4 separate regions of the Sus scrofa genome follow, and all the other regions are linked to region 4. The links are chromatin contacts, called in public Hi-C and HiChIP or PLAC-seq maps. All regions are on one chromosome and are shown on one strand. Each heading gives the region's core, a stretch centred on a gene start, on an enhancer-like site or on the middle of the called end of the contact. The rest is flanking DNA. Distances are from core to core; before and after follow the strand shown. Region 1 holds the start of LYRM2 (LYR motif-containing protein 2). Region 2 holds the start of RNGTT (mRNA-capping enzyme). Region 3 overlaps ANKRD6 (ankyrin repeat domain-containing protein 6). Region 4 holds the start of UBE2J1 (ubiquitin conjugating enzyme E2 J1).

Evidence for each region. Hi-C and Micro-C count contacts between places; a contact is called where the count stands out from the background. HiChIP or PLAC-seq counts read pairs in DNA pulled down with a chosen protein or histone mark.
Region 1: a contact with region 4 is called in an H3K27ac HiChIP or PLAC-seq map of alveolar macrophages. The contact joins the promoter of LYRM2 here to the promoter of UBE2J1 in region 4. A contact is called at or near these places in 1 of 5 promoter capture datasets (fetal liver), 3 of 47 Hi-C or Micro-C datasets (embryonic fibroblasts, mesenchymal stem cells and skeletal muscle) and 2 of 2 datasets of contacts at active chromatin or transcription factors (alveolar macrophages and skeletal muscle).
Region 2: a contact with region 4 is called in a Hi-C map of skeletal muscle, with 6 times the contacts expected there. The contact joins the promoter of RNGTT here to the promoter of UBE2J1 in region 4. A contact is called at or near these places in 2 of 5 promoter capture datasets (fetal liver and liver), 17 of 47 Hi-C or Micro-C datasets (alveolar macrophages, blood, brain and 10 more) and 2 of 2 datasets of contacts at active chromatin or transcription factors (alveolar macrophages and skeletal muscle).
Region 3: an H3K27ac HiChIP or PLAC-seq map of skeletal muscle shows a contact between it and region 4. The contact joins the enhancer-like site here to the promoter of UBE2J1 in region 4. A contact is called at or near these places in 2 of 5 promoter capture datasets (fetal liver and liver), 7 of 47 Hi-C or Micro-C datasets (embryonic fibroblasts, heart right ventricle, liver and 1 more) and 1 of 2 datasets of contacts at active chromatin or transcription factors (skeletal muscle).

The regions. Positions count from the first base shown.
Region 1 is chr1:57,653,617-57,656,316 of Sscrofa11.1, forward strand. LYRM2 (LYR motif-containing protein 2) reads right to left here and starts at 1,279. Exons shown (of 3, transcript XM_003121299.4): 1 at 1,164-1,279; 2 at 371-511. The coding sequence starts at 1,208.
Region 2 is chr1:57,060,637-57,063,336 of Sscrofa11.1, forward strand. RNGTT (mRNA-capping enzyme) reads right to left here and starts at 1,349. Exons shown (of 16, transcript XM_021089928.1): 1 at 1,069-1,349. The coding sequence starts at 1,132.
Region 3 is chr1:57,632,346-57,635,045 of Sscrofa11.1, forward strand. ANKRD6 (ankyrin repeat domain-containing protein 6) reads left to right here. Exons shown (of 16, transcript XM_021089998.1): 11 at 1,200-1,334; 12 at 1,666-1,851; 13 at 2,321-2,473. Among named protein-coding and RNA genes, the nearest start is that of LYRM2, 21 kb to the right of the region's middle. Within about 2 kb of position 1,361, at least 5 of the 83 cell types and tissues checked have an H3K27ac peak or open chromatin away from gene starts, as enhancers often do. A contact at or near this core is called in skeletal muscle, where this site is marked.
Region 4 is chr1:57,362,922-57,365,621 of Sscrofa11.1, forward strand. It overlaps UBE2J1 (ubiquitin conjugating enzyme E2 J1), which reads right to left and starts at 1,342. Exons shown (of 8, transcript NM_001077219.1): 1 at 1,312-1,342. The coding sequence starts at 1,342.

The DNA of each region.
Region 1 (2,700 bases), core at 29-2,528, 290 kb after region 4:
GGCAGCTGCATAATTTAATCCATGTAGAGGCTGACGGCAAGCGCCAAACTTCAGTTCACAGGTGTGCCGTTCCTTCATACACCCCTGATGTACTTCCCAAATCATCATGCTCTAATTTTTATCTTTTCCTGTGTGTGTGCAGTTAGTTTACCAGAAAAGTCGGGTGATGATACTGTGGAGTGTAGATTCAGCAAAGTTTGTAAAAGTTAAAATTTCTTTTAAGAAAGTGAAAAATAAGTAGTATTAAGAACAATAATCAAGATACACCATCTCAGTGATAAAGTCCAAGATATCTACTAGACTTTTTTAAAAAACTCACTAATCAATACAAAAGGGCCAGGGCCCTCCCTCACTATCATCTTGGTCTCACCTCTTCGGTGGCATTTTTGTTTCTTTTGAATTCTTCCCTTGCCCAGTCCTTCAGGTATCTGCGATCAGAATCATTTGGAACTTGCCGAATTGCTTGCAAAATCCTTCTGTAGAGGAGGAGAACTTGCTGCCTTCTCATGAACTGGTCAGGAGAGTAGAAATGGCAATTAGAGCTGCACCGTCCACAGCCGAGGGCTTTACTTTAGCAAACCAAACTTACTGGATGACTTCGCTTTGGTCCTCAGTTTTAAAAGGGGCAAAGAAAAACAACCCCCCCCCTTTAAGAAAACAGCAGCAGTAAGTTTATCTGGTCTGTTTGCTTGCTCCTTTGTCAAACATAAGAACCCTTAACCTCGAAAGCTGCCCACTGGGCAGAAAAGGGCTACCAGTCTCCTAGAAACTGTAACCACTGCAAGAATAATTTTCCTAAATTAAGGAAGTAGTTAAAAATCCCTTGGTAACCGCATCTGCTCCTTCCCAAAGCTCAGAACAGGCAGAATAGTCTTTACCGTGGCCGCTGGGCAGCTGAGGTGTCGGGGCACAGAAACACAAAGCCTGACCTGCCTCCCAAATCAGGGACTGAAGGGTCGCCCCGCCCCCCTGCGCTTCCTGTTGGCTGCGCGGCTCGAAGCCCCGCCCCCATGCCCGTGCCAATCAGAGTGCGGCGCGCTAGGGTCACCCGCCTGGTCGTCCAGAGGCCCACTCTGTAGACTGGGTTCTGGGAGCGTGGAGAATCGAGCTTAGCTCGGCTCACCGGAAAGCTGCCCTAAGAGGCCGGCGAGAACAGCTGGTACCTGTTTTAGCGTTAGCGTCGCTGGGGGTAAGCGAGAAGTGGCCATGTCCTCCAGTCAGCTTGGTTCTCCAGGGCCCCAGCGCGCAGGAGCGGACGTGAGGCAGTGAGGGGGCGGGGCGAGCTCGGTTTCCTGGGAGACGGCCTGCAGCTTGTGCCTAGGCCTGGAGAGCCCCGCGGTCTCTCTGAAGGCCAAGGGTTTGTAGTCAAGTAGTTATCAGCCAAGTTTTCTCATCCGTGAAACAACAGTTTTTTCAGATTGTTATGAGAATGAAATAGTAGCAAGGTATTTAGCACAGATCCTGGCATGTGGTTAAGAAGTTTAAGTTAAGGTTTTGGGAAGTGAGGGGAGAAACGACTGTATTCCTTTTAAGATTTAGTATATATAATTTAGAATACTAAGCCGTGAACTCTGATGTGGGTTGCAGACCCTGCTTGGATCCCGCGTTACTGTGGCTGTGGCATAGGCTGGCAGTTGTAGTTCCGATTTGACCCCTAGTCTGGGAACTTCCATATGCTGCAGGTGTAGCCCTAAAAAGCAAAAAAAAAAAAAAATATATATATATATATATATATATATACAGTAAAATATAAAATACCAATTTCTCTTAAATTTAGCGTCTTGCTCTTTCTTTTTTCTAGTTTTCATCCTGTTCTTTTTCGAGCCTTTTTCTGGGCACTGTAGTCGTAGTAATAGTAATTAGTTAACAAGTCTTTACATGCTTGCCCCAGGAGTTCCGGTCGTGGTGCAGTGATTAACGAATCGGACTAGGAACCATGAGGTTGCGGGTTCGGTCCCTGCCCTTGCTCAGTGGGTTAATGATCCAGCATTGCCGTGAGCTGTGGTGTAGGCCGCAGACGCGGCTCGGATCCCGCGTTGCTGTGGCCCTGGCTCAGGCCGGTGGCTACAGTTCCGATTAGACCCCTAGTCTGGGAACCTCCATATGCCACAGGAAGTGGCCCTAGAAAAGGCAAAAAGACCAAAAAAACAATGCTTGCCCCATTGCAGTTTTATGAATTTTTGTATCCCAAATAACAAGGAACTGAATATCCCTATACCTTAAGATTTTATTTCCCTGTACTTGTTTTAGCCTCCCCTCAGCACACTCTATAGACTCTTAGGTTATATTAACTGCAAGTGGGGTTAGTGAATCCTTCCTACTTTTAAAAATAGAATTATGGAATTCCCATTTTGGTTCAGCGGTAACCATACTAGTATCCATGCGGCTGCAATTCAATCCCTGGCCTTGCTCAGTGGGTTAAGGATCTGGCCTTGCCGTGAGGTGTAAGCCGAAGACATGGTTCGGATCTGGGGTTGCTGTGGCTGTGGTGCAGGCCGGCAGCTGCAGCTCCAATTCAACTCCTAGCCTGAGAACCTCTGTATGTCAGGGATGCAGCCCTAAAAACTCCAAAAATATAAAAATAAAATGGAATTGTTCCTACTTAAAATACAGGGAGTTCCCTCTGTGGCACAATGAGTGGATTAGGAATGCTACTGCTCTGGTTGCTGTGGTGCCATGGGTTTGATCCTCAGCCCAGCA
Region 2 (2,700 bases), core at 99-2,598, 300 kb before region 4:
AACAGAACTCTCATACACTGATAGCAGGAATGCAAAATATTATAACTGTGGGAAAGAATTTGGTATTTTTTAAGGTTAAATGCACACATACCATATGATGCATTGCTCTCCTAAAAATTTACACAGGGGAAATGAAAGCACATGTGCATACAAAGAAAGGTAGGTGAATGTTCACAGCAAATTAGTCTGCAACTGTCAAAAACTGGAAACAACCCAAAGGACCATCAAAAAGTAAATGGATAAACTAATCTGTATTCATAACAACAGAATACTAAGAAATAAAAAGAGCGAACTATTGATACATACCAGAACATGCATAAATCTCAAAACAGTAATGCTGAGTGAAAGAAAACAGAGGATTCCCCCCCCCCAAAAAAGAGCATACAAAATGCAAACTAAATCTACCGCGACAGAAAGCAGATCACTGGTTGAGGGCGCGGGGGAGATCACAAAACGCAGGAGGAAACCATAAAAGGTGCTGAATGTGTTTACTACCTTGATTGTGATTCACAGGGTGTGTGTGTACCTGCGCGCGTGGAAGTCAAAATTTATCAGGCTTTAAATTTAAAGTCTGTTGTGTCAAAGTCAAAGATGAAAAAGCCCTCAACGTGAGTCATGTTAAAAAAAAATCAAAACAAAACAAAAACAAACCTCCAGTCTCAGTGTAGATCAATTTCACCGCTTAAAAACTGCCCCTCCTCCTCCTCTTTAGCAACCTCCTTCATCTCAAAACTGACACTTGTCCCCTCCCCTTCCGAGAACCTTTCACAAACTCCTAAGCTGAAAAGTATTGCCCACTGAGTTCTTTAGTCCTCAGCTCCTGCCACACAAACCCCCTATCTACCTTCCCGATGGCAACACTCAGCCTTACTGGATATTGACAAGTGCCCCCACTTGCTCCGGTCCAGGTTCCCAAACACTCATCCACGAAGCTTCATCGGACCGAGCACATCTCGGTCCTGAAACACCACCACCAGACACTGAACTATCGCAAGCTGCGCCCCCTCAGCCCACCCATGGACCCGCGGGTGCTCAGGCACTCGAACGCCACCCCCCCGTCCCGCTTACCTGCTACCGGCTGGCCTCGCCGTGGACAGTTCAGCCACCGCGGCGGGATCTTGTTGTGAGCCATGTCTTGGGGCCGCGCACAGCCGCCCCCTCCACCAACGCTCGCCGCGCCTCCGCCGCCGCCTCCTCGCGGTTCGCTCTGCACCCGAGGTCCGAGGCACCCGAATCCCGGCCAGCGTCCGAACCCGAGCAGCCCCGACCCGGGCTACTGTCAGCGACCGCGCGCCACTTTCATTCCGCTCAACTCTAGACTAACCCACAATGCACCGCTACTTCCGCCCCCAAAGGCCCCACCCACTTCTTTCCGAGGTCAGAGGTGAAGAGAGACAGCTCGGGGGAGGGGTGGGAAGGAGTTAACGCCCAGAACTAAAGGGGCGGTCTTCCTTCGACCCGCCCCGCGCGGGTCCCATCCCAGCCCCTTTCTTAGGGTGGTTCCACGCATGCGCTGCTGCCACAGTTTGGAGTCCCGCAGGGCGACTCTTATTTTCCTTTCTAGGCAGCAAATGGAGACTCCAGAAATCGTGAAACCAAGCCTCTTTCCACACGTAGACTGGTCCGCAGATTTCATAAATGCATCCGTTTTACTAAGAAAGGGGCCTTTCCTCTGTTGTCATAGCTCAAGGGCCTGATCGCCATTCCTCGGTCAAATTTGGCGTCCCGACAGAATCTGAGTTTGAATGGGAATTTGGAAAGTTCTTTCTGCCGTGGATTAGGGAAACCAGCTTTAGAGAAATTCTAAGGGCGAGAGACTGGAGCATCGGAAATGAGTTTCTTTTTTTCAGAGTACTTCTAGGGATCCATGAAACATCTGAAATTAATCCCAAAACATTTTTTATGAGTTTTGTCTGTACATTTCTAGAGAAAATTTTATATCATATTTGGGAGTCTCAGAGGGTCCATGTCTCAAAATTACTAATGTGTATAATTGGCAAAGGCAGGAATCGGAGAGCAGAGTACCACTACATGGCGGTGTTCTCTGCTTTACCAAACTGTCTCTCCCTTCGAGTTAAACACGGGTGACTGGAGGCGCTTTATAAACTATGTCCATTAGCAAGTTACCAGACTAATTTAGTTAAAGTATTACATATGAAGCTGGATGCTGGCAAGTTATAACTCAGCAGTTTGGTTTTAAGTACCTGTGCTATATCTGACCTGCAAGAGCTTGAGGTTTGGGAGAAGGCATCATAAAGCGTCGATGGGAAACTGGCCCAACAGTTCAGCCCTTGAATGCCTGGACGATCTCAGTAAGATCAGAATCCTCCCAGTAAATAGAGAGGGCCCAATGGCTGTCTCTCTGAGAGAGCCTGAGTTAGGTCATCCTGGCGATCTGTGCTGTGGTTACATCTGCTGAGATCTTTGGGGAAAAAACATCATTCCTCTGCCGACAGGACCAGATAAGCCTGTTTCCTTACAGAGCAGCAATCTGCCCAGATGATGCCCTGTTCTATCTTCTGCTGGCAGGACAGAGTTGGTACCAAGCCCAGAGTGGTGCAATGTTTGATTCCCCAAATCTCCAAGGATGGAAAAGGTGAGCCTGGTCCTGGGAAAATACCTCACTTTCCCTTCCTGGGGATGACTCCCCTTGGAGACTGTCCTCCTCACACACTGTGTCACCCAGGGAGCTCATTCCTG
Region 3 (2,700 bases), core at 111-2,610, 270 kb after region 4:
ACTGGGTCCTTCAGATCTTCTCCGTCTTTCCTTCTGGCCTCTTGTCTTCCACTCTCCATGATTTCAGGCCACATGCACGTGTGCCACCTCTCTTCCAGCACCCCGTGCAGCTGTATTTACAAGTCCCCTGCACCTGTGGCCTTGTCACTTCCATGTGGACAGCCCTGCTTCTCTGCCACCGCGCCTTCTTCGTGTAGAGCAGTGGTTTTCAAGGGGTGGATCCACTGTGTTACTTAGAACCTTGTTAGAAATGCAGATTTGGGGGCCTTACCCCAGACCCACTGGATCAGAAACTCTGGGGTGGGGCCCAGCAGTCTGTTTGAACAAGCCTCCCAGGTAATTTCAATGGGGATGGAAGTTGGAACACCGCTGGCATAGCTTGCCACCTCTCTTTCCAATGAGGGAGTAAACTGAGGCTATGCTAGCCCATATGGCTCCTCAGTGCAAATGAGAAGAAGATGCCTCCTGGGCAGACCAGCCCAGGACTTGCATAGAGCCCAGGTTGGACTTTAGCTCCTTCTGCCCTGCTCATGTCTTTGGGTAGGTGCCTTTGTGCAGTGAACATCTTGCACAACTGTACATGGCAGCCCTGGAAGGAACCATACCATACCTTTTAGCTCTCCCAGGAGGAAGAAGACTAGGATATAGAGATAACGTTTGGCAACTTTTATGTCCGTTTGAAAATCTTATCAGTTTCCAGGGTTAAGACCTCATAACTCTGATTAAGTTCCTGTGTGTGAATTGTACAAATTAATTTGTAAAAGTTCTCACAAGGACCAGACACGTGATGTTTTCTCATTTCAGAGGGTTCTCACTCTCCTCTATGAATTATGAGGGTCCAAGCTCAAAGAATAAATGGGGTTGGGGATTTTTTTGGAAATGCAGAAGACTAAAAATCGTAAACGCTGAGGTGTTTTGTGTGTGGTAGGTTCCTGAAGTTCTTAAACATAGAATTAGACCCAAGGCTATGTCTAGTTGGCACTTAATAAATAAAGTAAAAGCCAGATAATCAACTTACTTGGGAAAGCACACGTGTTCAGTTAAGACCACCAAGCAGTGCTCCCTGTGTCTGAAATTTGTCACTGGCAAATATTCCCAGGGGGTCCTTTAGTGGATAGAGTCTTGGAAGTTTTATGCTATTATTGAAGAAGGCTGAGGGGTCAAGTAGAAGAGGTTTCTGGGCTTTTTTTTCTCTGTAGGGAAGTGTCTCAGCAGGAGACACCCATAGCAGTGAACAGGCTGCACCCAGAAAAGAAGAGGCCAAAGAAGATTGCCTGTCCGCCTCCCCGGAACCCAGAGCCAAGGACTGCAGGCAGAGAAAGTCCAGGCCCAAGGTCAGGAGGCACGTGAGAGCAGCCAAGAGGGCGGAGAGGCGGGTTGGCCAAGAGCCCCGTGATAGTGTCATGCCCAGCAGCTAAAGAGCCACTTCCCTTGGCTGGCTTGCTGGTTTGGAGCCGGAGCAGAGTTGGGCGTGGCCAGCTGCAGGCACGAGGTTAGCGTGCTGATACACCTCTTTTGATGCCTGGTACCTGGAGTAGAAAGCCGTGAGCTTATTAGTAAGGCGGGGTTCTTCACTGCAAAGCGGGCGAGGGGGGACCCGCTGGCTGGGCTTCAGCCTTGCTGATGTCACAGTGCTCAGGGTGGCAGTCTCCTTGTCTCCCACAGGTGTCGGCATTTTCTGACCCCACCCCACCAGCAGACCAGCAGCCCGGACAGCAGAAGAACACACACACTCACAGTCACCCTAAAAAGAGGCCCAGGCGTCGCTGTTCGCCCCCACCTCCTCCGCATGAGTTCAGAGCATACCAGCTCTACACGCTGTACCGGGGCAAGGACGGCAAAGTGATGCAGGTACCTGCCCGGCCCTGTCAGGGCAGGACTGTGGGCGTAAGTGAGGTGTCTGTGCGACATGGCCCCTGTGGGCTAACCTCCACTTTGACTACAGAAGGCATGTGCTTTACAGATGAACCAGCTGGCCCTCCCCACCTAAACAGTGCAGGTACCCTCCTGCCATTTAGGCCAGGCCAGCAGAGATGTTGTTACAAAGCTTTCTGCACCACCTGTGGTGACTAGATGATCTTGAGGCCCAAGAGTAGATAAAAGCAGCTTGAGGACTGGATGTTAGCGTCTCTGAATCCTCTTAGCACCCACCGGACCAAAGTTTGGCCTCTAGGATGGTCCAGAATCTTGGACGACTGGGATGGGTCTCCTCCACACGTGTGTCCCCCGGGTCTGCTGACCAGCACACGGTGGGTACTGAACACATATTTGCAGAAGGAATGAACTTGGTGGACTGATTGCTTTTTGGCTTCCCGCTTAGGCGCCGATAAATGGTTGTCGATGTGAACCCCTAATCAACAAGCTGGAGAATCAGCTGGAGGCAACTGTGGAGGAGATCAAAGCAGAGCTGGTGTCAGTTCAGGATAAAATGAACACCAAGCTGGGGCATATGGAGAGTAAGACCCAGCACCAGGTAAGAGGTCACTGTCCTCACCGTGGGCTGTCTTGGCAGAAAATGAAATCAGAAACCTCAGCACACACTCCTGTTCTGCACACGCTACCTGAGCATGTCGGGCGGGCTGTCAGGGAGGAGAGGAGGCCTGTGATGTGATTTCTTTAAATCTTTCATGTGATTTCTTTCTTTAAGGCCTGTTAACTTAGAAATCTTTAAGAGCATGTTTAAATTGCTTCTGATGTGAA
Region 4 (2,700 bases), core at 92-2,591:
GCAACAACAACAAAAAGACAAAAAAAAAACCTAGCACAATCCTAACAGTTGAATCATTCTAACACCTAACCTTAAAATTAAACTTTTCTTTCCCTCTTTCTCTTTGATCCACCTCTGCCTCTTTTTTCTGGTGTTCTTAAGAGATGGGCTGGGGGCAGGGGTCATGAATTCACAGAAAGTGAATCTATAAATAGCCTTCGCCAGATTTTTAAATGTGTCTATGCCCCGCCCCCAAAAATGTTATGACCTATTCTACAACACTTGGTTACCTAAGAACGTTTCTTAGTCTGACAGCACTCAGGTTAACAAAGCTCTATTCAGCCAGTATTCTCCGGCTTTTCTGGAGGCTTTGCATGTTTTTAAGATATTTTTAAAAAATCAAGGACTCAAAATACTCTTTCCAGGGGCACGCTAATCTTGCTGATTCTTACTAAGCTGCTTCTTTGGAAGGGGAAAAAAGTGAGCAGCAAGAGTTGGTCAAACCATCTCTAATGTTCTAGGATTATCACTTACAACTGAAGTGTAGAGTTTCTCCTCCTAACACATTTATCAAGGTACGGAAAGAATAAATACCATTTTATAGAATCCAAAGATTTGTTCCAAGCCTGTCTTAATCTGAGAGAGCTGGTTACTTTTCGTGCATCTTTATAATACACTAGTAAAGAAGTGGAGGCTGGAATTGTTTGGCTGCTTCCGTGAGTGACACAGGGGCATTAAATACAGGAAAGGAAGTTTTTATGTCTGAATATGGACATATATCATACTCGTCAGGATGGCAAAAATCATGGTTAGCTCTACTAGTTTTCTTAGCTTTTTGGTTAACTGGTTTGGTCCAGAACACTTCCTTCATTCTATTCACCCCAAATCCTGCAAACAGAACATTTAAACTAAATCCTCAAAGGAGAGTGAATCAAACAGCTAATAAAAGTCCGGTGGCGGCGACGAAGAAGGGCTAAAGGCGGTGTCCCGGGCGCAGGTAGGGCAAGAGGCTGTTAACTATTACCCCAGACATCACCTTTACACCTGTTCTCAGCGCCGAACGGATAACCCAGCTCTACGCAACGAAATGGAGGGAAGGGCAGTCGGGGTGCGGCGGGCAGTCCGCAGGTTTCGCAGCCGATGCCCGCCCGATCGCCTGGCTCCGCGGCCTGCACCACCCCGGCAGGCGGCGGCCTCGCGTAGAGCGCGAAACCCGGAGCTGAGCCGCGAGCGGCGGCTGACCGGACGAGACCGCGGCGCGGGGCCCGGGATCCCGGTCACTCCTCCCTCCCGCCCCGTGCGGCGCCGCAACCCGCCCGCAGCTCCGCTCACCTGGGCTCTTCAGGTTGTAGCGAGTCTCCATGGCAGGTCGCTGGCCCGGCTCCGGTCTCCCAGCCTGCCGCCCGCCGCTGCCTCTGCGCGCCGCCGCCGCCGGGGTGTCAGCGCGGCTCCAGCAGACCCGGCCTGGCCGAGGAGCCTCCGCGGATGCCGCCCAGCCCTGGCGGGGACTGCGGCCGGGGTAGGAGGGCGCGGGCGGGGCGCGGGCTCCGCCTCCTCCGCTGCTCCCCCGCCTCCCTGAGGGTCGGGCGGGCGCCAGCGCCGGCCCGGGTGTCGCTGAAGCCGGGCGCGGGCTGGAGGTCAGCCTACTCGCCTGGCCGCGGGCCCACCCCCGCCGCGGCCGCCCGTCCTGCGTCACCCGCCCTCGCCTGGGTTTTGTGAAGTTACCCTGACGTGGCAGTCGCTTCGTGGCAGTCGGTCGCGCGGCCGCTGGTCACTCCGCCGGCCCTGCGAAGCCGGCTCCGGGATCTGCGAGAGCGGGCGGCGCCCAGGTCTTCCTCTCGCCCGGGCCCTCCGGAGGTCGACCTTCCGCCCGGCCCATCCAGGGTCCCCAGGAAGTCGCGGGGCTCAGGCACGGCCGGAAGCGTCCTGGTCCTCCTGGTGGCGGGAGGTGTGGGCCCGGGCCCTGGAGACCCCGTTCAGAGCCGCCCGCGGCTCCCAGGTCCTCTTGCACCCCGCCGAGTGCGTTTTAGATCAGTAGCTGTTTGGAGTGGAAACAGTTAAAGTAGGGAAGGGAAAATCCAGTGATAAGGGATTGAGGAGGGTTTTTAACAATTTTTTTCCCCCAGACAAATGTGCTTAGAAGCAAGGCACTTAAATATTTGGGTTTTTTTTTTTTTTTTTTTTTTTTTAAGAATTGAATTTGGGGGAACCATGTAAATAAGAAAAGTTTAACTTCAGAGGAAAAACACTTCGGGCTTCACTGTAGAGTGGAATGGAGAAAAAGAGGACAGGACTGTGGGTCCTGAAGGCTTAGAGGAGCAAAGAGGTAGAAAAAGAGAGGGGAGTTCGTTGTGGCTCAGCGGGTTAAGAACCCGACTAGTATCCGTGAGGGTGCGGGTTCAATCCCTGGCCTTGCTCAATGGGTTAAGGACCCGGAATATCGGCTGGCTGTGGCCTAAGCCCACAGCTGCAAGTCGGACTGGACCCCCTAGCCTGGGAATTTCCATATACCAGGAATGCAGACCCTAAAAAAAAAAAGAGGGAGAATTGGGATAGTGCTGAGGATAAAAGGGAAGGAAAGAATTTCAGGTGGGGTTGAAGAGGGTTAATCAGGTTGGTTAAGCTTTGCTATGTAAAAATAGAAAACTTTTTTTGAAAAGCTGCAGAATATGCTACCCCAAAATATGCCTCTTTGGCATAAGGATTATTTTAAGCTGATTA